Regions from separate parts of the Mus musculus genome. Here region 1 is linked to region 2. A link is a contact called in public promoter capture Hi-C data. All regions are on one chromosome and are shown on one strand. Each heading gives the region's core, a stretch centred on a gene start, on an enhancer-like site or on the middle of the called end of the contact. The rest is flanking DNA. Distances are from core to core; before and after follow the strand shown. Region 1 overlaps Acot11 (acyl-CoA thioesterase 11). Region 2 overlaps Ttc4 (tetratricopeptide repeat domain 4).

Evidence for each region. Capture Hi-C pulls out chosen DNA fragments and counts their contacts.
Region 1: a promoter capture Hi-C map of adipose tissue shows a contact between it and region 2. The contact joins two enhancer-like sites. A contact is called at or near these places in 2 of 115 datasets of contacts at active chromatin or transcription factors (CD8 T cells and bone marrow-derived macrophages) and 3 of 9 other capture datasets (adipose tissue, liver and pancreatic islet).

What each region holds. Positions count from the first base shown.
Region 1 is chr4:106,777,107-106,782,554 of GRCm38.p6, reverse strand. All of the region lies in intron 1 of Acot11 (acyl-CoA thioesterase 11), which reads left to right. Among named protein-coding and RNA genes, the nearest start is that of Acot11, 20 kb to the left of the region's middle. Within about 2 kb of position 3,879, at least 153 of the 459 cell types and tissues checked have an H3K27ac peak or open chromatin away from gene starts, as enhancers often do. A contact at or near this core is called in adipose tissue, where this site is marked.
Region 2 is chr4:106,662,328-106,667,987 of GRCm38.p6, reverse strand. Ttc4 (tetratricopeptide repeat domain 4) reads left to right here. Exons shown (of 10, transcript NM_028209.2): 8 at 411-492; 9 at 2,250-2,332; 10 at 4,757-5,660. The coding sequence ends at 4,853. Among named protein-coding and RNA genes, the nearest start is that of Ttc4, 14 kb to the left of the region's middle. Within about 2 kb of position 2,782, at least 15 of the 459 cell types and tissues checked have an H3K27ac peak or open chromatin away from gene starts, as enhancers often do. A contact at or near this core is called in adipose tissue, where this site is marked.

The DNA of each region.
Region 1 (5,448 bases), core at 2,630-5,129, 110 kb before region 2:
ATTTATTTATTATATGTAAGTACACTCTAGCTGTCTTCAGACACTCCAGAAGAGGGAGTCAGATCTTGTTACGGATGGTTATAAGCCACCATGTGGTTGCTGGGATTTGAACTCCTGACCTTTGGAAGAGCAGTCGGGTGCTCTTACCCACTGAGCCATCTCACCAGCCCTTCTGTTTAATTTTAAAAAGTATTTTATGTGCACATGTAGGTTTGTGCATATGTGACTGCTCATGGAGATCAGGGGAGGGGGGCAGAATCTCTGGAGCAGAAGTTACACGCCATTGTGAGTCTTCTGAAGTGATGCTGGGAACAGAGCTCTGGCCTTCTGCAAGACCATCACACTCCTCACTACTGACCAATGTCTCCAGACCCTCTATTCAACTTTCTTTTCTGAGGTGACACCTTTCACGGGTGTTCAAGCCTTCTGTGTTGCTGCCTGGACACTAAGGGGCCGTCTGCATAGCCTGGCCAGGGAACAGACACTAAAGGGCTGTCTCCATAGCCTGACCAGTGCTTATTTATTTCCCATGATTTCATTGTTTTCTGAGACAGTGTCTGTCTAACTTACTTTTCTGTTGCAGTAACAAAAAACAAAAACATGTCCAGAGCATCTTTAAAAAAAAAGATTTATTTAATGTATGTAAGTACACTGTATGCTGTCTTCAGACACACCAGAAGAGGGCCATAGGATCTCATTACAGATGGTTGTGAGCCACCATGTGGTTGCTGGAAATTGAACTCAAGACATCTTTTAACTGAGGGCTTTGCTTGCAGCTTCAGAGAGAGAGAGTCCATGACCATCATGGTGTGAACCTTCACAGCAGTCAGGAAGGCACAGCACTGCAGAGGTAGCTGGGCGCTTACATCCTACGTGCAAGTAGAAGGCAGAGAGAAGAGAGCGCTAGTGGAATGGCGGGAAGTCTTTTCAAACCTCAAAGCCCACCCCCAATGATACACTTCCTCCTCCAGTAAGGCCACACCTCCTAGTCCTTTCTAAATCGTTCTACCAACTGTGGGTGGGTGGGGGCAGAATATGACTACGCAGGACAGACATTCAAATATATAAGCTTATGGGGCCATTCTCATTCAGACCACCACTGTGTCTCTGTGTATCCCAGGCTGGCCTCTAATTTGTCATTTCCCTGCTAGAGCAGCCTCAAAAGTGCTGGAATCACAGGCCTACTCCACCATGTCCAGCTCCTCCCTGTGATTTTGGGTTTAGCTATCCCAGTGGGCTCACTAGCCTTAGGCGTTTGGCAGATATAGAAACTGAGATGAGAGTGGCCCGTTCAGGTCTCATGGGGTTGATGTGCCGGGAAAGGCATTTATATTCAGCTCCAGGAGGCCAAGTGGCAGGGCTGGAGACAGCACCTGAGGCTGGGATCGGAGGGGCAGAAAGAGAGTGCTTGTCCCTATCCTAGCCTTCCTTTCCTTCTTCTCCATATTGAGTTCAGGTCTTTCTCCCCCTCTCCACCCCAAGAAGCCCAGTAAGAGCTCAGAAGTAAGGCAAACCCAATGCCTGCACATGTAGCAGTCCGATCAGCTCCTGTCAGCCTCTCGTGGGGGACCCAGGGCCCGAGGCTTTGTTCTTTCATCTGTCACTGACTGTGTGACTTGGAGGTCATTTTCTTCACTTCTCTGAGTTTCTGCCCTTCTTACATCTAGGGCTTGCAGAAATGCTGGGGAGAGCTACCCATGGTCTTCGCTGTTGGGCTTGGGATGACTGAAGAGCCACCATGCAGAAGCCGTGTGCCTTTTCTCCTCCGTGCTTTGTTTGTCAGTAGAGGTGGATGCTGTGCAGGGAAGATAATGACAATATGGGAACACCTAACTCGGGCCCTGACACTTAAGCTGGCATGGAGGAAGTGCTTGACCAAAAAGCACTGGTTAACTTCTCTACCCTTCCCAGACTTGAAACATGTAGTGCTAGCAAGAAGTCTAGATGCTTGCTTGGCTCCTGGGTACAGATAACATTGAAGCCTGGTGGTCTAGACCGTAGGAAGCCTGGAGGAACTGTCCTCTGGGCTCCTTCCTTCGAATCCCTCTTTTGGGATTGGAAACCACAATACTCACTTTTGCCTGGTCTGATGGGAGGACCTTACCTCCTGGTTTCTTAACTTGATTTGTTTGCATTCTTGCTCTCAATCTGTGTTCTGTGGGGTGTGTATGTGCGTTCTTCTCTCTCTCTTTCTGTGTGTGTGTGTGTGTGTGTGTGTGTGTGTGTGTAGCTGGGATCTCTGAGAGGCTGGGGCCATGGCCTCCTTTGTATCCAGTTTAGGCAACATCATTACATGGCTCAGTGCGGCCGGTTTCAGACAATGAGGCCTTTCATGGGGCCTGCCTGTGGCTCCCAGGGTGGGCCAGAGGGCTCTCTTCCCACCTCCTTGTGGGATGCCATTATAGCTCTCCATGGGGCCTTGGCAGAGACAGGATGGGGGAGGGGAGGGCAGGGAAGAACTCTTGACTGTAGACTGTGTCAGGGATTGAAGCTCTGCCTTGTGGTTCAGGGGACCACAGATCGCTGGTGTTTTAGATTCTCCCAGCCTCCCTCCTGGAGGAGATGATAACAATCTCCTAACCCCTGCCCTGGGTTGCCCTGTGGCCCTGCTATCTTCGTGGTAGAAAGGACAGCATCTGACTTAGTTTCATAGTGCTAAAAGTAAGTGCTCAACAAATGTCCTCCATGGATGGAGGATGCCAGGGGTGTTTCATGCTTGATCTCCTTAGTGCCATCCCTTTGATAACCCTTGGAGGCAGGTATTATAATCTTTGTTGTTGTTGTTTTGAGACAGGGTCTCTCTATGTAGACTTGGATGCCCTGGAACTTGCTATGTAAACCAGGTTGGCCTTGAACTCATAGAGATTTGTCTGCTTCTGCCTCCCAGTGATAGGATCAGAGGTGTGTGTCACCAGGCCTGGCTTAGGATCGATCCTCTTTCTATGGGCAAGGAAACTGAGTTTGAACAGCTTGCCTGAGATTGTACAGGTTCAAAATATAACTGCACTCGAGCCTAAGCCAAGGGGCCCCAGCACTTGTTTCATGATGAGTTACTTCAAGGGTTCCTAAGCCAGTGACTCCCTTCAGGATAGTCCCTTGCCATAGGACTGCTTCTGCAGAGTGGTCCCATAAACTCTGGGTTTCCTGTCCCCACTAACCACTGTAGGGCGTTCCTTTCTGCAGGGCTTTTCAGGACTAAAAGGAACCCCCTTGGCTTGGCCTTCAGGCACCCAACAGCATCTGTCTCCTGTCTTCCCTCTGCATCCGATAGTCTTGAGTGAGGAATGTGCCTGGTGGGGACTGCTCTTTAGGAAGGGCAGAGTGCCACAAGAAGACCTGTGGCAGGGACGTTGTGAAGATCTGATTAGGTCTCCCTGGAAGGCAAGGCACAGCAAGTGGCTGTGGTTGTGGGCTTTAAGTGGAGTCTGAGAATGGCCAGTAGAGCGTGGGGGCCTGAGGTCAGGCTGTGGAAACATGTACAGTTAGACATACAGGGCCCAGAGTGGGCAGATGGTGGGCAGGACTGGAGGAGTTGAGATCACCAAGACTTGGCTACTTGGACCATGGAGGAAATAGAGGGGAAGCCGTTAGGTTGCTTAGCAGCAACCCTGGCTCCTGAAGGTTTCTATTGGCTCCTCATCTGGGTATCACTGGGCAGCCTTAGTGTCTCAAATCTCACTGTAGAGGGTTTGGGCAATGAGGTCTCTTCTGCTCTGACCCAGTGGGGCGACACAGGCCAGGAGGATGGAAACCAACCAAGTCCATGGCATGGTCAGCTGGGGTCAGGACTAAAATCTGGCCAGGTTTGGGTGACCTGGGGCCAGTGTCTGGCATAGCTGTAGTCAGGGAAGGCCTGGCTCTGACCTCTACATGCCCGCCCTCCCTCCCTGTCAGCTGTCTTGGCCCTGCTTGCCTGGCTCTGACTTCATCCCAGGCTTCTGCAGTCTTGGGAGGAGTGGCCATGCTCTAATGTCCCCATTGGCTAAAGCTTTCCTGGCTGTACACATTCCTGCCTCCTGCTGGCTGGCTGCCCATCTTGGCTCTGGGAGTGAGCAGATTACCACAGAGCTCAAGGAGAGAGTAAAGTCTGAGACATTTATGCAATAGTAATTGGAGGGCCCGATCCTGTGGCCTGGGCATTAGCCTGGGGTTCTGCACACTTCTTTTTGCAGAGTAGGGGGACATAGGAATAAGTTCCTCTGCTTGCCTCAGGCAGGCACTCAGCCCTGCTCACCGAAGCGTGGCATTTCTGTTTCACAGGGTGATGACCCCCATGGCTTTTCACTGGAAACTAGGCAGGTCAGAACTCAGGCTAGAACCCAGAATCTTAGATCTAGGGCTTGGCTCAGGGAAGGAAGGGCCTTTCTTTGAAATCGCAGTGTCTGGGGGACAGGATGGGATTTGTACTTAAGTCTGGTCCTGTTTGTCTCTTGGCTGAGGTCTTACTGTATATAGGCTCAATGCATCTTGTGTCCTTGGCATTTGACTTAGGGCCCAGTATGCAGAAGAGGTGCTTGTCAAATGAATGATTGATTGATTGATTGATTGAATGAATGAACGAAAAGAGCCACAATGTCATTAGTCCTGTCTTTAGACATTATGGAGTCCGAAGGGATGGCCACACTCCAGCACTGTGTGTGTGTGTGTGTGTGTGTGTGTGTGTGTGTGTGTGTGTGTGTGTGTGTGTGTCTCAGGATTGAAGCAGAGGAGCAGGGGAGTCTGGATCCCAAGTGCTGACTACTGGCCCGGGCTTAGCTGTTCTCAGTTTCTTCATCTGTGAGATGGGCCATGATCCCTGATCTCTGCATTCCTGGTAAGCATCCTGTGTGACCAAGGATGTGGTAATTCAGGATACCGTGTGGGCATATGGGTCTTTGCTGTGTTCCCCACAGGGGCTTCTTTTGTTTTCCCATCTATCCTCTGCCTCCAGCCTCCTGCATTTCCTCAGCTCTCTCAGGGCTTCTGTCTAGAATAGCTGTTCTCACCCGTGGGTCATGACCCCTTTGGGGTTCCACCAACCCTCTCACAGGGGTCAAATATCAGATGTCCTGCATATCAGATATTTACATGACATTTCATAACAGTAGCAAAATTACAGTTATGAAGTAGCATTGAAATAATTTTGTGGTTGGGGGGTCACTATAATATGAGGAACTGTATTAAAGGGTTGCAGCATTAGGAAGGTTGAGATCACTGGTCTAGAATGTTCTACGAGCTTCTCACCCTGTGAATAATGTGGGAAAACAGAATCTACCTTCCCTCTTCTCTGAGCAACCACACCCAGAAATCCAGCCACCTGCATCAACATCCATGCAGGCTCCGGGTGCACAGCCAGGCTGGGGCTGCCTTTGGCAGTGGTTTCCATGGCAACAGGACCTGCTGCTTCAAGTGTAGCAGCCTTTAGGCTGCCTTTGAGAGCCTAAAAGATGGATAGCTGTCTGGTGTGGA
Region 2 (5,660 bases), core at 1,533-4,032:
CCTCTCGCTGACTGTCAGAAGAGTCAAGGCGCTTTTGCCTGAGAAGGAAAGAGAGTAATTTTGAGGCTATCTCCAGCATGGCAGGGGTCTCTATCGTGAATCTGTCTACCTGCTGGCAAGACAGGTCTTGCTTCATCACTGTCTGGGTGGTTCATCTTAGGTGGTACATGTGTATAATTTATGTGTGTCTATTTAAAAAAATGTAGATCGTACCATATAGCTTATGATCTCAAAGGGTAGGTATGCTCTGCACAGTGATGAGTCTTTGTGCTGTGGGCTGTGGTGAGAGTAGGTTAAGCCTGGACGTCATGCTTTATAGGTTACTTTCTCTCTGAATTGGTGTCCAGGGACTGATGTGGGGCTATATAGACGGAACATTGACACCCAGAAGCCACATCCTCCTCCCTTAGGTTTATTGACCATCTAATGGCGATGTTTAGTGAAGCACCCTCCTGGGACTCAGAGCACAAGTACCACCCAGAGAATCTGGAGGTAAGAAATGTTTTATTTCATTCCTATATGAGATATTGGGAGGATGTATACACAGATATTGAGTGTTTTTAAACTGTGTGTGTGTGTATGTATGTATGTGTGTGTGTGTGTATGTTAGAAGACAACTTACAGGAGCCAGTTCTGGCCTCCATCATGTGGGTTCTAAACTTAGGGCAGCAGACTTGGCAGCAGGCTCCTTCAGCACTGAGCCATCTCACTGGCCTAACGTTTATTTACTCAGTGGATTTATGGTTTCCTCTTTTATTTAATGAGTTTAATTTATCACTGTGGAGTTTATGTCCAGATTATTGTAGACTTGGTCAGTTGGACTTCATTCCGCTCTGTCTTTATAGGCTAACTCACCTCCCTTCTTTACGTTCTTGTTTCTGGCCCAAGGTACTCCAGCTTTGAGCTGTGCTTTCTCCACCCAGCTTTGATAGCAACCCTTTTTTCCCCCTAGGATCCTTGCTTGTTTCTATGGAGAATGGTATTAGCAGTAGGCATACTATTAGTATTGGGAAGGGGGACTTGTGGCTGGGGAAGGATTATGTGTGCAGCATTGCGTATCTCCAGTTCTACTCTGGCACCATGAGGTTCACTTTATTCATCTCTATATTTGTAATGAAGACGTCAGTGGTATTTTGAGCTGGGTTTTTACTGTGTAGTTAGGGCTGTCAGTCCCTTGACTTTAGCCTGTGTGTGCTAGGGTTACAGCTGTGCACTACCATGCCCAGCTGACCTTTGTGTTCTTGGATCAGCCCCCCTCTGCCACCAGCACTGGCACCTTCCTATGTGGAACACTCAGCCCCATGCTGGCTACTGCCCCAGGATGGCAGCCTTTCTCTTCTTCTGCAGACTCACATCCTACATGGCTCACTCACCCTTCATCCTGTTCTAGCTCTAACCCACACACAGGCTATCCTAGCTGGGCTTAATGACACTGGCCTATAATCCCAGCCACTTAGGAAACTAAAGCAGGAGTCCATCCTGGGCTAACAAGTAGTTCAAGGCTAGCCTGGGCAACTTAGTGAATTTTAAAAATAAAAAAGAGGTGTATAGCTCAGTGGTTGAGCACTTGCCTAGCATGTGTGACCCCCTGTGTCCTATCCTTGGTACTGCAAATAGCAACAAGAAAACAAAAACACGAGGTTATCCTCTGCCATAGCAGGTGGTCATCCTTCTGCTGGAGGCCTGATAATCCCCAGTGTTTTCTCTGCCTTCACTCCTGTTGGGCTCCACCTTGCTACCCTTTATTACTGCCTTCTAAAGAAGCTCTTCTCTTCCTGTGCCGGCTGGCTGGCTCTTGCCGTGAGAGCCTCCCTGTCCTGGTTGAGCTTTGATGTATCCTGTGACATGTCCTTATTCTGCTTGTGCTTTGGTGCCCTGCACACACACCCGTCTCACCTGCTCTGGGTCTTCCTTTGGGTCACTGTGGTGTTCTGCTCCCCGCCTCTGTGGCACTGGGACTAAACTAAAGGCTGCAACAGACCTGGGCTTGAGCTTTGTAGCCCCTTCACTGCCCGAGTGACACGAGGAGATGGTCCCCTTCTCTGAGCCGTGGAGAATGCAGCTGGTCCATGGCTGGGCATGCATGGGCAGCATGGCTGTGGCTGACCCGAGCACCGGAGCCTGCAGCTGTGTGGAGGAGGCAGGCATCCCACTAGTAACAGTTGCCATCCCAACCTCTCAGAGTTGCTGCAGCAGTGTGGGGCCGTCTGAGCCTGTGTTTGTCTCTCATTTTTCTGGTTAATCTGCAGGTCTACTTCGAGGATGAGGACAGGGCGGAACTATACCAGGTGTCTCCCGATAGCACCCTGTTGCAGGTGCTGCAGCACCCCAGGTGAGCTTCTCCATGGGAGGATGAGAAAATTCACAGGCCCCTTCCGGAGTCTAGTCAGCTCTTCTGCTCACTGACACACAGCTCTCACAGGCCAGGGGCACCAAACTGGCCTGGCCCATTAAACCAGGCCATTGGCCAAGGAGGCTGAAGGAGAGTGACAGCTCAGGCCATGGGAAGTGATCAGCCTGGTCTCAGATTGGAAAAGCTGCTTGGCTTGTGTAACTGAAGGCAGCTGGGGTAGCTTCCATTATCTGATTGCACTGGTCTCCTGACACTGTCACATGGAAAGAATATTGCAGACACTCCTAGGTTCCCTAACCGTGTGACCCTGAGCATATTCTCTCTGGGGCTCTGCCTTCACCTATAGAATGGGTACATGCTTCTAGGGTACTTTAGTTAGGATGCAGGCAGACGACAGAGTGCCCTTGTAGACATGGTACAGCCTGCTGGGGAGGAGTCTGTTATCAGCAGGGGTAGCAAGCAGATTCCACAGCCGCCTCTTTAACAGCTTCCGTAGAATGCCCTGAGGGAATTAACAAGTTCACTCTTGGGTCTGTTTTTCTCCAACTTGCAGCAAAGTGAAAAAGTCTAAGGCAAAGGATTTCTGCATTTAGAATAAAAGCCAGTTGTACAGGAGAAGGGGGTCTTCGGGCATGTTCAGCAGGGAGGCTGGAGAGCTGAGTTAGCACGGTTCATGGAGCATGGACTTCATCCAGGGTGGTGAACGGAGCTGCAGAGGGGAGCTCAAGGAAGGAGCACGGAGGAATGTGCAGATTTGCATTATCCGTACTGTTGGGTGGTGAGGCCCATGGGAGAGGCTGGACTGGAGGGAGGGCCTGAACAGTTGACCTGGAAAGGTGTCCAGAAGTCCCGAGTGCCTGCTTTGGCTTGGAGGGTGTGGAGGGACATTTCTCAAGGCCTGAGGCTCACTGTATCCCATTTCCAAGAAGAATCTAACATAACATAAGGCAGACTGACCCTCAGAGGAGCACCAATCCCATATGCTCAGAAACGCAAAGGCTACTGTGAGTGATTATATTCAGGTTTCAGAGCCTGAAGACATGAACCAAACCCAGAAATGGCCCACTGTGTAATGCCAACACACCTAGGCCTGGGAGGCCAGGGCCTCATCCACCTCTCCAGCCTGCCTTACTCCGTGAATTTCACAATCTAGCAATAGCAGACCATCTGGCTACCTGCACTCTGTGCACCAGAAACTTTTCCAAATTAATGCCAAGTTCAGGCCTGGCGTCTTCCAGGAAGTCCTTCCTGTCCCCCTGTAGCTACTAGGGCCATACCTTATTGGACTAAGGGTGTGTGTTTCACATGTCCTTTATAGCCTCCCTCAGGGATAGACTTGGGAGCCAGAACATGGTTATGGGTTTTGGCTTGGTTTTGAGATGAGTTGTTAAACAGGGCTGTGTGTAGCCCTGGCTGGCTTCCAGTTTGCTGTGTAGTTACGGATGATCTGGCGCTCCTTATTCTCCTACCTCTGCCTTTCAAGTGCTGGAATTCCAAGCATGGATTACCACACCCAACTGTAGCGGTGTTTGTTTTGAGACAGGATCTCTCTACACATCCTTGGCTGTTTTAAAATTCCCTATGTAGAACATGTTGGTCTTGTATGCACAGAGACTCCTCACCTCAGCCTTTTGAATGCTAGGATTAAAGGCATGCATCCTTACGCCCAGCTTTTGTTGGTGTTGTTTTAAAGTATGCCTTTTAACGTTTATCTGGGGTAATGTGTATTATGGGCAGTACCCATGCCATGGCATATGTATGGAGGTCCGAAGACAACTTATGGAGGAAGTTGGTTCCCTCTTCCACTCTTTGAGTCTCAGGTACAGCAGCAAGTGCCATTGTCTAATAAGCCATTTTATTAGTCCACATGTATATATTTTAATCTAGTTTCTTAACACAGGGCATCATTTCTAAACTTGGAGTCATAGTCTATACCTCAAGAAGCCAGGCTTGGCTCCCATTCTCGGGAAACCAATTAAAAGAGCATTAATAGGGATTTGGGTAGTTGGTTTGGTTTGGTTTGGTTGTTTTTTAAAGGCGAGAGATTTATTCAGTGTGACCGCAGTGGGAACGGGTGGGCAAACCTGGCTTGTTGGGATACAGACTGTAACCGCAAGTCAGTAAGAGCCTGCTTTACACTAGTCACTCCCAGAATATGGAACGAACTGATAGCTTGTTTTGTGGTCTTCTTTCATGTTTAGCCCTATGTGTGCCTGATGCCAGAGTTTTAAGGGGAGACTGCCGTCATGCTGTCTGCAGACTTAGGAATATTCAGACAAACAAATGTGCTAAGTTGTACTTTAACGTTTGTGTACATCCGAGGTTCACCTGGAGTGTGGCTGGGAAGGTCCAGGGATAATGGCGCTTATAATGCAGTTAAGCACTCTGCTGTGCTCCCTGCAGGTGCTGCGTGAAGGCCCTTACCCCGGCATTCCTGGTCTGTGTAGGATCCTCGCCTTTCTGTAGGAATTACCTCCAGGGGAAGAAGGTGCACAGGTAACATGGGAGCCAGACCCTGGGGTCTCTTCCCTCAACTTCCTCTGCTGGACTTTGTACACGGGAATCATCTGGCCTAGAGTGTAGCACTCTATCCTCAGGGACAGTGGTTCCCAGCCTCTTGTTGGGGAAGAAGCTGCAGGACCCCCTGAACCTAAGCCTGTCTGGCTGAGTGCTGGGCTCCAGCTGGGCCGCACTCTCCTCAGATTCACAGCCCTGCCCTGGCCAGTACATCTTTGGAGTCCATCTCTGAAAAAATCATCCACTGCAGTTACCAGAATAGCTGGCCTTGGTAACTCCCTAGCCCAGAGACTGTCGCAGGATGCAGTGACAGTCTTAACCTTTGTGGCATCGGGCACATACAGAAGGCACAACTCCAAGGCAATAAACCAGCCCTGCACATACTCTAAGGCCTTAAGGCTTGAAAGACTGGCTCAGTTGCTTCACCAGCCTGGAGGAAAGCTAAGATGCTGTGGATGCCATGAAGTGACTGCAGCCATGAAGCCACATCCTGTTCTGTTGACTGTATAAACTTGGATCCTGGGACTACTCAGAGCCCTACTGGATTCTCTACTTCTCAATGCCCATGCAAGGGCTTGTGCCACATCTGACAGAAGCTTGAGGAGTCAATGGGCAGTGGTTTGCAAGTAGGCTTGTGTTGTTTTCCCTTTATTGTGAGGTCTCATTTCTGAAATAGGAGTAGTCCTGGTGTCTGAGCAAAGCCCACAGCAGCTGGCCTAAAGCCATTGTTTGTTACATGAGTGGCAAATGTGTTTGTAGTAAACACTTGAGATTTGGGGGATTGTTCGTC